3 separate regions of the Mus musculus genome follow, and regions 1 and 3 are each linked to region 2. The links are chromatin contacts, called in public Micro-C maps. All regions are on one chromosome and are shown on one strand. The core of a region is the stretch at or near the end of the contact, and the rest is flanking DNA. Distances in the headings are between cores, read along the strand shown.

What was found. Hi-C and Micro-C count contacts between places; a contact is called where the count stands out from the background.
Region 1: a Micro-C map of muscle stem cells shows a contact between it and region 2, with 2.7 times the contacts expected there. The contact joins two enhancer-like sites. A contact is called at or near these places in 1 of 484 Hi-C or Micro-C datasets (muscle stem cells), 1 of 115 datasets of contacts at active chromatin or transcription factors (embryonic stem cells) and 2 of 9 other capture datasets (adipose tissue and pancreatic islet).
Region 3: a contact with region 2 is called in a Micro-C map of muscle stem cells, with 4 times the contacts expected there. The contact joins two enhancer-like sites. A contact is called at or near these places in 7 of 39 promoter capture datasets (the 3T3-L1 cell line, the C10 cell line, embryonic stem cells and 3 more), 2 of 15 datasets of contacts at CTCF or cohesin (both in the NIH/3T3 cell line), 8 of 484 Hi-C or Micro-C datasets (the HPC-7 cell line, Sertoli cells, cerebellum and 4 more), 9 of 115 datasets of contacts at active chromatin or transcription factors (PVALB interneurons, astrocytes, bone marrow-derived dendritic cells and 6 more) and 2 of 9 other capture datasets (adipose tissue and pancreatic islet).

Annotation. Positions count from the first base shown.
Region 1 is chr7:49,885,549-49,889,978 of GRCm38.p6, forward strand. No RefSeq gene overlaps it. Among named protein-coding and RNA genes, the nearest start is that of Slc6a5, 23 kb to the right of the region's middle. Within about 2 kb of position 2,698, at least 45 of the 459 cell types and tissues checked have an H3K27ac peak or open chromatin away from gene starts, as enhancers often do. A contact at or near this core is called in muscle stem cells, where this site is marked.
Region 2 is chr7:49,806,789-49,811,389 of GRCm38.p6, forward strand. The region is part of intron 10 of Prmt3 (protein arginine N-methyltransferase 3); the gene reads left to right. Among named protein-coding and RNA genes, the nearest start is that of Prmt3, 31 kb to the left of the region's middle. Within about 2 kb of position 1,638, at least 27 of the 459 cell types and tissues checked have an H3K27ac peak or open chromatin away from gene starts, as enhancers often do. A contact at or near this core is called in muscle stem cells, where this site is marked.
Region 3 is chr7:49,921,079-49,925,203 of GRCm38.p6, forward strand. The region is part of intron 5 of Slc6a5 (solute carrier family 6 (neurotransmitter transporter, glycine), member 5); the gene reads left to right. Among named protein-coding and RNA genes, the nearest start is that of Slc6a5, 13 kb to the left of the region's middle. Within about 2 kb of position 2,128, at least 74 of the 459 cell types and tissues checked have an H3K27ac peak or open chromatin away from gene starts, as enhancers often do. A contact at or near this core is called in muscle stem cells, where this site is marked.

The DNA.
Region 1 (4,430 bases), core at 1,448-3,947, 80 kb after region 2:
TCTCTTACTCTGTCATTCGGTCTTTGCCTTCCATCTTGTCTTTTTTTTTTCCTCCATGGGTTCACTCTCTCCTTCTCAGTCCCCCTCTCAGCTGAAGCACCTCTTGGCTACCATACCCTGGGCCCCTTTGAAGGACACTTGTTTTATAGATAGCTTCAGTTGCATGAATTTGGTCTGAGAGAAAAATTAAACGAAACAAAACCAGAGGGAAAGCAAGTTCAGAAGGCATAACGGTCTGATTACCATTCCTGTAGTGAACCTTCCTGTCAGCATTGACACCTCCCCACCCAGCACCAGTTCCCCATCTGGTTGGGGGTTCTGCAAAGATGTCAAGTATGGCCTCAGGGTTCACTGCTCATGTATAAATTCACAGGCCGTGGACAGAGGGTCTCAGGGTCATACTGCCACCTTCCTGCATGGCTGGACCTCCCAGAATTCCACATACTGCTCTGATGAGTGTGTTTCTCTTCCTCAGTGGACCAGGCAGCCTGACAGAAAGACATTTGTGTGAGCCAGGCAAGGGGCAACCAGCTGTCGCCAGTCCCTTCGGGGGAAGGTAAAGAACAAATGCACGAATCATAATGGGTGAGATGACTTCCTGTCCAGGGTTCCAGGAGGAGAAGCAACCACCCAAATTGGGTACAGGCAGTGAGGCCTGCCAATCCAGCATGCCTGCCTATCAGCAGGTAAGTGCTGCCTCTCACAAACCACAGAGAGCCATGGCTCTGGCAAGGCAGGTGAGAAGGGGATCTCTGCCCCTTTCTGTTCTCCGAAGACTGCAGGATACCTGAGTGAAGAGGCATCTAAAAGCCAGGCTGCCCCAGCCATGACTATATGGCTGCTTTGGTTTCCTGACACTTTTCTGCATGTGGAGATTGTGGGTCTGGACTTCACGAGTCTCTCAGGGCCCACTGTACTGGTCCCTCTGTGAGCCAGTCATGATCAGACTATACAATAGATTTGGAGACCCTTCTATGTTTTCACGATGGCTGTCTGGAGCTCGCTCACCCACTCCGACTCCTGTCTCTAGCTCTGGCCACAACCTGACAAGCAACTGTCATGAGATCATCATTTTGATGTGATGTGGCTTCACATCTGGATTACTGAGGGCTTTTAAATAATGGCTCTTGGAGCATAGCCTCAAAAATGCAGCTGTCAGGGCCTAAAGTCAAAGTCCTTTAAATGTGCATCAAGAGATTTTTTTCCTTCTTTTTTGTAAAGATTGATTTATTCTGGGTGTACGTGGGCATCACATACATGCAGGTTCCTGAGGAAGACAGTAGAGTTTTAGATCCCACGAGAATGAGAGTTACAAGCACTTGTGAGCCACCTGATGTAGGTGGTGTGAATGAAACCTTTGCAAGACCAGCAAGCACTCTTACTGCTAAGCCACTTACTTCTCCAGCTCTATCTTGAACCATCATGAAAGGAAATGTGTTATGAGAAGCCATCTTTGCACACAATTTTGCATAGCATCATAATGTCCTTGTTATGAGACATAAAAAGAATATCATTCATTTAAAGACATATTTCAATGGGAAGATGTTTGGAGACTTCTTACATATGTTCTCAGAATCACATAGGTTCTTAGGAATCATAATGTAGTATTCCTATACATGGAATAACACACACAGGGTTTTTTTCTGTGGCTGTGTGTGTGACAGCTCTGAGAGCATGGGGACACCAGGATGCCACTCTGGTATCTCAGGTACCAGGAGCTTTGCAGCTTCACCAAAGATGAATTCCAAGAGTAGCAATGATTAATTAGAAAGAAGAGGAAGAGAAAGAAGAGAAGGAAAAATGAGAAGGAGGAGGAGGACAAGACAAAGCAACCCTGCAATTCCACCCCTATATGTCCAAGAGAAACTGAAGCTCAGAAAGCCTAAACCAAGACTCTAAGTAGAGCAGCACTAGTCCCCCAACTAGAAAGTGTCCACACACTTAACAGGAAGACTAAATGCATCATCCCACTGTGGAAAACTATGAACCAATGGGAAGTAAGAAATGATAGCAGTTTGTGATGGGTTGGCCTAAAAATCAGTGTGTTAAGTGAAAGAAGGGATTTTTTTGTCATTCTGTTTAAGTAAAACTTCCAAAGCAAACAGATGTAGGGGTCAGAAAGATGGCTCAGCAGTTAAGAGCACTAGATGCCCACACATAGGGTCCGGGCTCCATTCTCAGCACTGTACATGGAAGCTCAGAACAATCTGTAACTCCAGTTCCAAAGAATCCAACATCCTCTTCTGGCCTCCATGAGAATAGCATACACATAGTGCACAGACATAGATGCTGGCAAAACATTCATAAACTTAATGTTTTTAAAAACATGACTCTAGAGGGAGGTTAAATTTGGGATAGGTCAGTGCATGGGGAGCATGAGCAAGACTTTGGCTCACTTGTGGGGGGGGGAGAATTAGTCATTGCCTGGGGCTGGAGTGGGAGGAGCAGTTGATGGCAAACAAGCACAGAGGAACTTCCTAAGTAACAGGAAAGTTTAGGAACCACCCTGAGTGACAATTCCCAGCTCTACCACAGTCACCGAAGCCTCAGAATTGGTTAGAAGCTTAGTTGGATTGATGGGCCCTTGTTTTGGAGATCAGACTCATGTTAACTTGGTGGTCACTTCTGACTATACTAAACGACTGATTTCCACAGTCATTTTAGTGGTGCTGTGTCTCAGATGTGTCACCAGTGAGGCAGGAGTGAGTAACAATGCCAAGAGGGCTGGGGTTGAGGGTGATTCATGCAATTGCATTTGTTAAGGTTGAATATCTAACACATGGTAAGAAAAAAATTTCAAAAACTCTAGTATGCTCTTCCCTGGGTACCAGAGAGACAAGGAGATGAAATCGTAGCCCTGCTGGAATTAGTCTGAAGAGACCCTGGGGAGAAGGGAGGGATGCAGAATGGGGTGCAGCCTGGAGCTGCCTCAGGGCTACCCAGAAGCAATGCTGAGTAACACTAATAATGAAAATGACCCTGTGGAGTTCAAATCACCCATAGGAAGTGACCTCTTCCATTCTGAGCTCTTTCCTGTCGTCTGACATCACATCGAGAGGAACCAGACCATCCAGGGGCTGACACCTGTCCAGTGAAGCATTGAGTGCTTAACTAGATTCAGTGCAGATGTCCTCCACCATGGGAGCATGGCCCAGAGAGGACTTGCTACTCTTGACTTTCCTTTTTCTAGACCTCCCCATCATTCTGATCCCAAGCTTGTACTCGGTGTCATTCAAAGTTCTGGAAAAGGCTGCTGGTGGAGAGGCTAGAAATCGTTAGTGTTGGAAGCCACTGTTGGGAAACTGAGGCAGCAGGGATGACTGCTGAGATAAGTCTCAATTTTGAAGGTAGGATGTCTGAGTCCAGGGATGTCAAACATCCACTATTTAGGATACTGTTCCAGCCTCTCTTTCTACAAGGGATGCAAGGGATCAGTAGTTCAAACCCACCCTTGGCTACACAGTAATTAAAAGCCAGCCAGGGCTACAAGAGACCCTATCTCCAAAAATCAGATATAAATAAATAATACTGAAGTCAACAATAATGGTCTACCTTGTTTCCATAACAGCTATATGGATTTCTACAGTAAGGAAGGATTTCTTAAAAATTTTAAATAACACTTATATGTAGATGTGTGTAAGTACACACAGGGGCCAGTGGCAAGTTGCAGTTTTCTCTTTTTACCATGTGGATCTTGGGGATCTGACTTAGGTCCTCAGGCCTGGTGGCAACTGGCTTTACTTGTTGAACCATCTGTTAATTGTTGAATGCTGACCCATTCCTCTAAACATACTGCTTTCAACTCAGTCCTCCTGTCTTTCTTCCCAAGTTGTATCCTGGGTAGCCAGCATACTTGATGATGACCTCTGCTTTGGGCAGAGACCCTCACCAACTCGAATGAGGGAGGCAGCTTTTCTCTCTGCTTTTCAAGATGTCCAGGTGCCAAATGCCTTGTTTCCTAGTAACTTGAAGTGACCGTCAAGTGCCTTTGTTCGAACAGTAGTCTTTTCTGAAGGGAAAGAAGGAAAAGGAGACGCACAGACCAGATGGATCTAAATTGAACACATTCTCAGTGCTTAATTTCCCTAATGTAGAGCACAAACAGCCTTCTGGGAATACTTCCCCAGCAGTGCCTGCAGTCTTAACCACTCACTGCCATTAACCATATTGAGTCTCAGGGGGCTCCACTCCCCAGCACCTCCCAAGAACGCAGCCAGAGCCACCATTTAGCCTGGAAAGTGTCCTGTAAGTAGCGCTAACCAATCTTCCTAATACAGGCGACCACAACACTGCTCAGCAGAGCCTTGCTGTGTAGATTCTGATGACAAGAAGAAAGCACCAACACCACCCTTCAAAGGCATGTGCTCCCTTGCCAACTGAGATGTCCATTCTTCGGTGTCTCTTTCTGTTAGTGGGCCTTTCCATTAACA
Region 2 (4,601 bases), core at 388-2,887:
CTAGGATGTGCTGGGCTGGGTTAGCCAAGTGTCTCCATCCTGCTCACTGTTCTCTCCTGTGTTTCGTAGCTTTATAGATTATATTAAAGCCTTGAGTCAAGGCAGGATATTTACGGATATGATTAAATGATGGTAATTACCAATGGATAGGGATTATTGATATAAATGGATGAAATCTGAAAAGTGACAGATTTTCTGTGTGGAAAATTGAAGGTTTTTTTAAAACTATCATGTGATAAATTTATCAAAACAATTTCAAAATGGTTTAAGTTATAAATTTTCTATAATTTTTTTTATGAGCATAGTGACAATCCAGCAAAATAGTAACTTTAGTAGCTTTTGAAGTGTTAGGACTTAACAGACAGTGTCCAGTTTCGAGCAAGTGTCCCCTGGGTGTGGACATATGCTTGTATCCTGGTGTGCCCTTCCAGGAGGCAGGCCCTGAGCCCTTGGTCACACTCAGGCTGTTGGATGTTGGGCTTTATCTTCAGCTGGCCTGCTAGTGCCGCCCCTGCAGCTGGCACTCTGAGGACGGGCGCTCTTTCCTGTTCTCCTCTGCTTCAAGGGATAGAAACTCATGTATGCATTGTCATTGTGACATTTTAAGTAGTAAAAAATTATATTGTTACACACACTCATTTATTCGCACACACTTTGTTTACCATGGCATTTCCTGAAGTAATCTCACGTGGCTTAGCTGGTGGCTCAAGATGAGGACAGATAAGACAGGCCTATTGCCTGCTGCTGCTTTTCGTTAGATTTCTTACTTCTCTGTGGCTTCACTTGTGGAAGTGCTTTACCTTGGCTGTTGCCTCGACTTTGCTGTCGGTCCTTAAAGTTACATGCTGTCTGTTCCTGCACTCCCTTTTCTCCATTTGATTTTATTCTGCTTTTAGACAGTTTAACATTTTATTGCAATCATATAATTACATCATTTTCCCTTTCTTTTACCTCTCCAACCCATCCCAATGTGTGCCTCTGTGTGTGTATGTGTGTGTGTATGTGTGTGTGGTTGTATGTGTGAGTGTGTGCTAGATACATGCATGTGCTCAGTCCACATAATGTTATTCATGTGTATGTTTTCAGGGCTGAAACATGGTCAGGTTTTGCACTTTAGTTGAACCTTCTGTCACAGCCATCACAGCTTCTGTTGTTAGACAATGTTGCTATTAAACCTCTTTTCTCCAGAGGCTGAGCCACAACTCACACAGTACTGACAGACTCCATCACGTGTCTCAGTGTAAATCAATGACGATGGGCTCTCTCACAGGGGAGCTTATCCTGACGGAAATTCACTGGCCCCGACACAGTCAGATTTGGGATTTTCCTGTGTAAGTGCGAAGGCAGTTAGCGAGTGGCAGGTTGAGGGCGGCGCTGGGAGTCGGCCTGCCTGAGCACTTAGCCTCTTTCATTACCACTGGGGCACGTGATGGAGCTTTTCAGTGCCTTGGTTTCCTGCTCTGTAAAATGAACCAGCAGTACTCAGTTTGTGGGCTTCATCGAGGATCAGATGAGCTGCTGCTTGCACATGTCTCAAGATGGCTCTGGAAACAGCTGTTACGTTTCTGACAGTAACACGGTGAGCGAATGAGTCCCTAGACTGGGTTGTGAAGCATGGGATGGCTGAGTAACTGCCCAGATGGCTCTACTGGACAGCAGGCCCTGCAGACACTGCGCCAGGATTCATCCTGTTCCCCTTCCTTTCAGACATGGTGTTCGAGTCATTCCGGGTTTGTCTGTTATTACCAACCCTTTTCAGTTCTGAAGAGCAGCTGTGACCATGATGCTCTGGATGATGAGGACAGTGGCACCTGCCCAGTGCTCTCCTCTACACGGCTGATTTGTCATCTTGTAGATGTTATGGTGGGATTTTAGTGTTTGTTTCACTGTTGTAGCAAATCTCTATTTCAGAATGTCGGTGCCAACTGGCCTCTCCAGGCTTCACTTGTCAGTCCTCTCTTAAACATGAACACACTCACAAGTTCTCTTTCATGTGCCCTTGAGTCCTGTATCCCTGATTTGATGGCTGTGAATATCTGCTTCTTTTCTTAGCTGCTGGGCAGTTTCTTGGGTCATACTGTTTCCCACAGAACCTTTTCAGTGTCTTGGAAAGAACTGGTTACAGTCCGAATTCTTTCCTCTGCAGATTGTTTTCATGTAAGTAGCTCATAGATATGTATTTGAATCTGTCTAATCTCCCTGGAGGCCATGTTCTTTTGAGCAGCAGTTGTCTGATCATCTTAGGCCATGTCTTTGATTCATCTGCCCTGTCATAGCCTCTGCTTCAGGCCCCCACATGATGAGTGTCTGGTCTCCTGGTAAGATTTTTTTTTTTTTTAGTCTTTAGTCCTTGCTCTGGGTTACATTTTCCTCCAAGTCCTTCCGAATAGTTGCTGCCTTTGTCTTATATGGTGATTGCTAAATCTTCATTTGATTCACTTCCCTGGTTTTCAGGCCTTTTCAGCATCTCATCTTGCTCATCTCTTCTGTCTTTGCATTCCATTCCTGTTTTCATGATGAGTAATGTTCATGTGTTCTGTAAGTCACACTCCTTACCAGGCTGGAATCTATCTTTTTGCACCTTATCCTCTCATGTTTATTGGGTAGAATGATGGGAAGGAGCTGCCGCGGAGTGTTGTGTAGCTGCTGTACCTTGCTTTGTTTTGTTGTTTCTGTTTATCGACTTCTGTATAGGTGTGGGCTCCGCCGACTGCTCTGACTGACGAGGGGGTCTTTTCCTTCCTGAATCATCTCTCCAAGAGACTGTGAGGGTGGTGTCTTTCTAAGTCAGGGGCACTCGAGGCTCATCTTCCTTTCCTTTCCCAAATGTCTTTTAAGTTTTGATGTCATCCAAGAGTGTGAAAGGTTTACCTAAGATTAACAACTCACAGAATGTTGGGTCACGTAGAGCTAGGTAACAAATGGCTGAAGGGCCTGACACCGCCAAAGCTAATTTGACTCTGGACCTGCAGCATTCCAACTTCCCACATCCTTTGAGTTCAGTCAGTCTGCCTCTGTAGGTGCAGTTTCTTGGGAACTTTCACTCTCACAGTGGAACAAAGCCCCTTGTCAACTTGAAACAGAGGAAGTACACAAGGAATTTACCTTATTGACTTTGGCAGGATTATAGATTACTGCTTTGCCTCAGTTCTTTGAGCCACATCAAGCATTAAATTGGGGCTTTGCATTTCCCTGAGGCTGATTTGTGCTTGAAAGTCCTTCAGAGTGGGTAGAGTGGGGAGGAAGTGTTTGACCACATGGTACCAAGCTGTCTGGGCGGGCTACTAAATTCACCGCGTGTCTGTTATATGGGCAGTTTCTGGGAGTCCTCACTGAGCTGCACCCCAGGCTTCTTTACTAGGTTCAGCAAATGCCAGGATAGATGCTTATTGCTGCATCTAACAAAATGGCCTTTTCTTATTGTATATTTGTTGTATTTGGAAAATTTAGGTCTCGTTCTTTTAACTCTTTAATCATATTGCTAGTTGACACTTTCTATAGCCTTAAAATCGTGTGTGTGTGTGTGTGTGTGTGTGTGTGTGTGTGTGTCTATTATGGGAATCTAGTGTGTTTATGGTACTATAGCAAAAGTACTTGAGGCTAAGTAATTTATACTTAGAGACAATAAGATTTCTAAAAATTCAGTTTTCCAAGCAGGAAGACCAAGGTCAAGGATATGGTAGATTCTGTGTCTGGCCAGAGTCTGGTGTCTGCTGCCAAGAATAGTACCTTGTTGCTGTGTGTGCTCCAGAGGAGTGGATATTGTCTTCACATAAACAAGAATAGAAGCGGGGGGGGGGGGGGCCCGGGCAAGCCCATCACCTCAAATGTGGCAGGCTTCCTCCTCATGGCTCAAATTACTTTGAAAAACTCCCCAGTTCTATGTTTTTGAGAAAAGGTCTTCCAGATTGACCTCACACTGGCAATGTAACCCTGGCTGGCCCTGAACTCATGAACTCACTGTACACCTGCTTTAGCTCCTGACTGCTGGGATTGTAAGCATGCTCCATATGTTTAGCTTTCTTTCCATCCCCTGTATAGTCAATTAACTTTTAGTTAGCATACAAAATAAAGGGCTTTCTTACAACATTTTCACATATGTGTGTCATTGTATGTTGCTGGTCCTTCCTGCTGGTCCTTTTCCTTTATGTGGCTCCCATCTACCTTCATGTTATTCATATAACATGTAAGTGTGTGTGTGTGTGTGAATCAGTTTGACTTCATGTGAGAGAAAGCATGATATCTGTCCTTCCTGTTACCCTTATTTTCCCTTCTGTAGGCTCCTCTCTCTATAGTCACATCGATTTTCTTGTCCTATATATGATTTTCTTAAATACAAAGTTTGCATATGAGAGAAAAATATATTTACCTTACTTATTTTACTTCATACCAGTACATTGTTGGTTTATCTTTAATATATGAATTTGGGGGAGACAAATTGGGATCCTAGCACAATCTGCTAAGTCTCTAATATGTGTCTCTCTAATATGATTGTCTTTATTAAAGGTGCTGGCTTATACTTTGGTTGTTCTCATAAGTGTGGGCTACTTAGTTATAATTAATCGTTCCCCTGAATTTGATGTGGGGCCTCTTGCTTAAGA
Region 3 (4,125 bases), core at 878-3,377, 110 kb after region 2:
CTGGAGCGAGCCTGAGAGGCCATATGGTCACAGCGATCAGTGTCCTGCAGCTGTCCCCCAGGTGGGAGTATCATTCAGAAATATGCAGTCTTCTACCAAGAAGGTCCACTCTCACCAGTGTAGCATCTGAGCACATATTAAAGACAGCCACTTTCACTGCACGCTGTCTGTCTGAGACGCTCTTTCATTGACTATTCAATGTTAATATGCACAACAAGCCTACATAGGCATTCCGTTGTTTCTATGTCACAGGCGAAAAACCTTGAGCAGAAGCTCTGAATTAGGTGTCTGGTCGGACTTGGGGACTGGAGTCCAAGTATGCATGTCTTTTAAGGCCACAGACTTACCCCAGTGCTAAATGCTTCCTAGACTGCAAGGCTGCACCATAAAGTCACATTTTTACCCCTCTTGAACAGAACCTGCGGATTGCAGACGGCAAGTGACGCGATGATTATTGTTTTTTTTCCCCAGATGACTAAGGGGAGTTTTCAAACTTGCAATGTAAGTTGCAAGGTCTGCATTTTGGGCCATGTGACCCCCATATTTTCTGCCTGTCCGGGGTGTTTAAAGAATCTTTGGTCCACGTGTTCTAGTCTATCAAGTCCCAGCAAAAGTGATATCATGACAGGTGTTCCCCCCCCCCAGTGATATTTGTGGTTGATATTCTGTGTGATAGCAAGAAAGATCACGCACGCAATAGCTAAGCTATCACTGTGATGATTCTACGTGGAGGCATCCGTGCAAAGGGAAAATTAGAGACAGATAAATATGGTACGAAACTGCTCATTGCAATCACATTCACAGTGCTGGAAAGCAGTAGGAACTTAGTATGTGATAAAGAGCCCCACAATTCCATTGCTCAAATAAATCATGGCTCACCCTTCATAATAAGTTATTCTATAATCATTAAAAACAAATAGTCATATATAAAAGCATGGGAAAAACCTCCCACATCCTAATACATTTAAAAGCATGCTATGTTCATAGTGGGATTTTATCTTTATTAGAGATACCTACATGGATGTAAGGATAAAAATTTGAACAATTTGGGGCCCATCTTTGCTCCATTTTTCTGTCATAGATATGCATCTATTGTGTAGTCTATTCATTTTTACATGTGTGTGTTTATTCTTTTTAAAGCTACCTAGGTACCTTGGCCAGGCATATAGGTGATGCCTTAAGAGAGAGGCAGGCATGACCCTGCCCTGGTTTGGATTCATGTCTCTCTCCAGTGTGGTGTGAAGCAACCCTGAGAGGCAGAGGGCTATGGGGCCTGGCATGGCTAGGCATCTATTCACCAGCCGTACACCATTAAAACAACCAGAGCACAGACAATGGGCATATTTCTCTGATTATTCCTAGGAGCCCATGAATGAGTCAGAGGCCGCAGCACGCTTAGCCATAGTTTCTAATTTTTTTTTTGTTAATTAAATAAAGCAAAGTATCAATATTCCCCCACCCCCTCTCTGCACTCCCCTCAGCTTCTGCATTACTTGTACATGGGTGGGCTCTATACATGGGGTCAAGTTCTCTTTGATAGGGGTTTCAATCCTGTTGGGTTTTGAGGTGCCGTAGAAAGGTAAGAGAATCCTGACCTATAGAGATACACATTGCTTTAAATCCCTTCTGCTTGGCCCAGCTGTTGGGAATTTAGACAATAGCTTTTCCCATGCCATCTCCAAGATGAATACACCAAGCTAGGCTTCTTTGGGAAATGGACCTGATGCCCCCTCTCCTCCCTTGCAGTGTTCCCCACATGACCCCCAAGGCACCGCCTCAGCCCTGTAACCACTTCGTTTTCAAAGCAAGCCTGGCACTGTCCCAGGAGATGAACGGACGTATAAATGGCTTAACATTGTGACCCTCACACACAGTGGGTGGAGGTGTGTCCACCACCAGTGTTGCTCTGATCATGTTGTCTGATTGTTCATGTCAGCATGCAGATGCCAAGCACTGTGCCCACTCCAGCCCGAGACCAGCCCTGGGGCTGCCTACAGAGAGAGGCAGAACATGCCTAGTCATTTCATCTTCCTTCCCGTTTTTATTAAGGCAAGGCCTTGTTCTGTAGTTCAGATGGCAATCCTCTAGTCTCAGCTTCCTGCGTCTCTAGGTACAGCTTGTAGGACAGGCTACTGCCCAGGCTGACTCAGCCCTCCAAGGATCTGCAATGGAGGACAGTTTGTCCCTACCCTGCGGAATGAGTTCAGCCACTGTTTTGTTCAAACAGGGCCTTAGCTGGGTCAGCTCAAATTGGAACAGTATAAACACCATTTCTATTTCTGGAATGGCTTAATTTTCATTAGAACTTTAATTAAATGATCCCTTTTCTCCCCGGTCTTTCCTGTGCTTTCATTTATTAATAATTGCCCGAGTAAAGAGAATCCCATTCCAACAGCTTTCCAATTTAGCCGATCATTATCGCTGTTCTTTGTTCGGGGTTGTTGGGCCGCGGAGCTCTGATGAGATGGCCTGTCACTGCTTCTCTGGCGGACAGAAAGGGCAGAGAGCCGAGAAGCACGCTCCTGCCACCTAGTGGTTAGAAGAGACATTGCAGGAGGCTCGAGGCTGCTGGTGGCTCTGCAGCATTGCAGTGGGAACCTGGAACTGGATCTTATGAGGCTACACTGGGTTGGCTGGTCGGTGGTCCTCTGGGCATTCACGGGTCCAGGGAGTCTTTACAAAGGCAATTTTGGAAGCAAGCAGCGATCACTGAGATCTTAGCGGATGGGTTGCTTTTCATCAGGAAAAATCAGAATTAAGCCGTGGTGATTTACGCCAAAAGGATCTGAGTGGAACTTTAATCCCCTGGTTCAGGGGATTAAAAGAAATTAAAAGAAGAAATTAAAAGAAATTAAAAGAAGAAATCTTCCCCAGCAAAGATTTGATAGTCGGGAGTCTGGAATCCTTCTGAAAATGTTTTTGTTGTTGTTGTTTTTATTTTGTTTTGTTTTGGTTTTGTTGTTTTGTTTTTTTAATTAAAGAGCTAATGTTGAAAAGGCAGCTTCTAGGAGACACCTAGAAACAGATTCTCAGCCTGAGATTTAGCAGAGCCAGTTTTTGTTTTTGTTTTTGCTTTTGTTTTTGGTCTGGGGTGGTAAGACTACTAGTGTTTGGTGAGCAGCAGCCAGTGGCTATTACCACATAGGACAGCCTTCTTCCAGCAAAGAATGATTTGGCCCGGGAAGTAATTATTAGTACTCCTCGGAGAGAGTCTGGGGAGCCAATCAGAAGGGGAGGGGTTTTCTACTGTTATTTGAATCTTGCTTGTTTGAGATAAGGTTGGGCTCACGCTCCTGGCAGCCTTCCTGTCTCAGCCTGTCACATGCCGGGATTACAGGTGTACACCACCACACGTGGTCTAATGTGCATCCGAAGACTGAACCGGAGGCTTCGTGCTGCTAGGCAAACACTCTAGCAATGAGCAACATCAGCAGCCCATGTTGTTGGAATCTTCCCTCGGCATTCTGAGATAACTAGGGGTGGGGGTGGGGGAGCAGCCGGCCATTGAGGTAGGTCAGTGTGTTCCTCGGAAGTGATACAGAGTACAGTCTGCCTCGTGGACAGGTAATATGACGAAGATTGAGTTACTGCTAGGATGTATTGAGTATTTTTAAGCCTCTTATCTCACTTACTTTGGACCCTGCAATAGCCCCGTGAACGAGATCCATCCATCCCTAGCAGTTGGAGGTGCTCTCAGGCCTGGTGGAAGCCTGAACCCCCACTCTTGCCCTTGTGGCTGCACTCACAGAGGGTGTGGCTCGGGGCATGGTTTGGGGCGTGGCTTGGAGCGTGGCACAATGCATCTTCACTGCATGCATTTTGTCATGGTGTCTAGAACAATTTTAACTCATTCTCCAAAACTTAGAAAAGGAAGATGGTATGCAGACTCACTTTCTGCATCTGGACCTGAACATCTGGAAAAGGTCATTGCGGATTGGTGGGAACAATCTGTCTGCTGCTGCCGTCATTCCCCATTTGTGCCTTCCTCCTTGGGCCCCTGTGCTGGACTCTCTAGGTGCACGAGCCCATGAGCCCTGCTGTGTACTCCAGAGTGGGGTAGATCAGAGTGAGGACTGCAAAAAGCAAGTGCCCCGTTCCTCCTGGCAGGACTTGCATCCTTGGTAA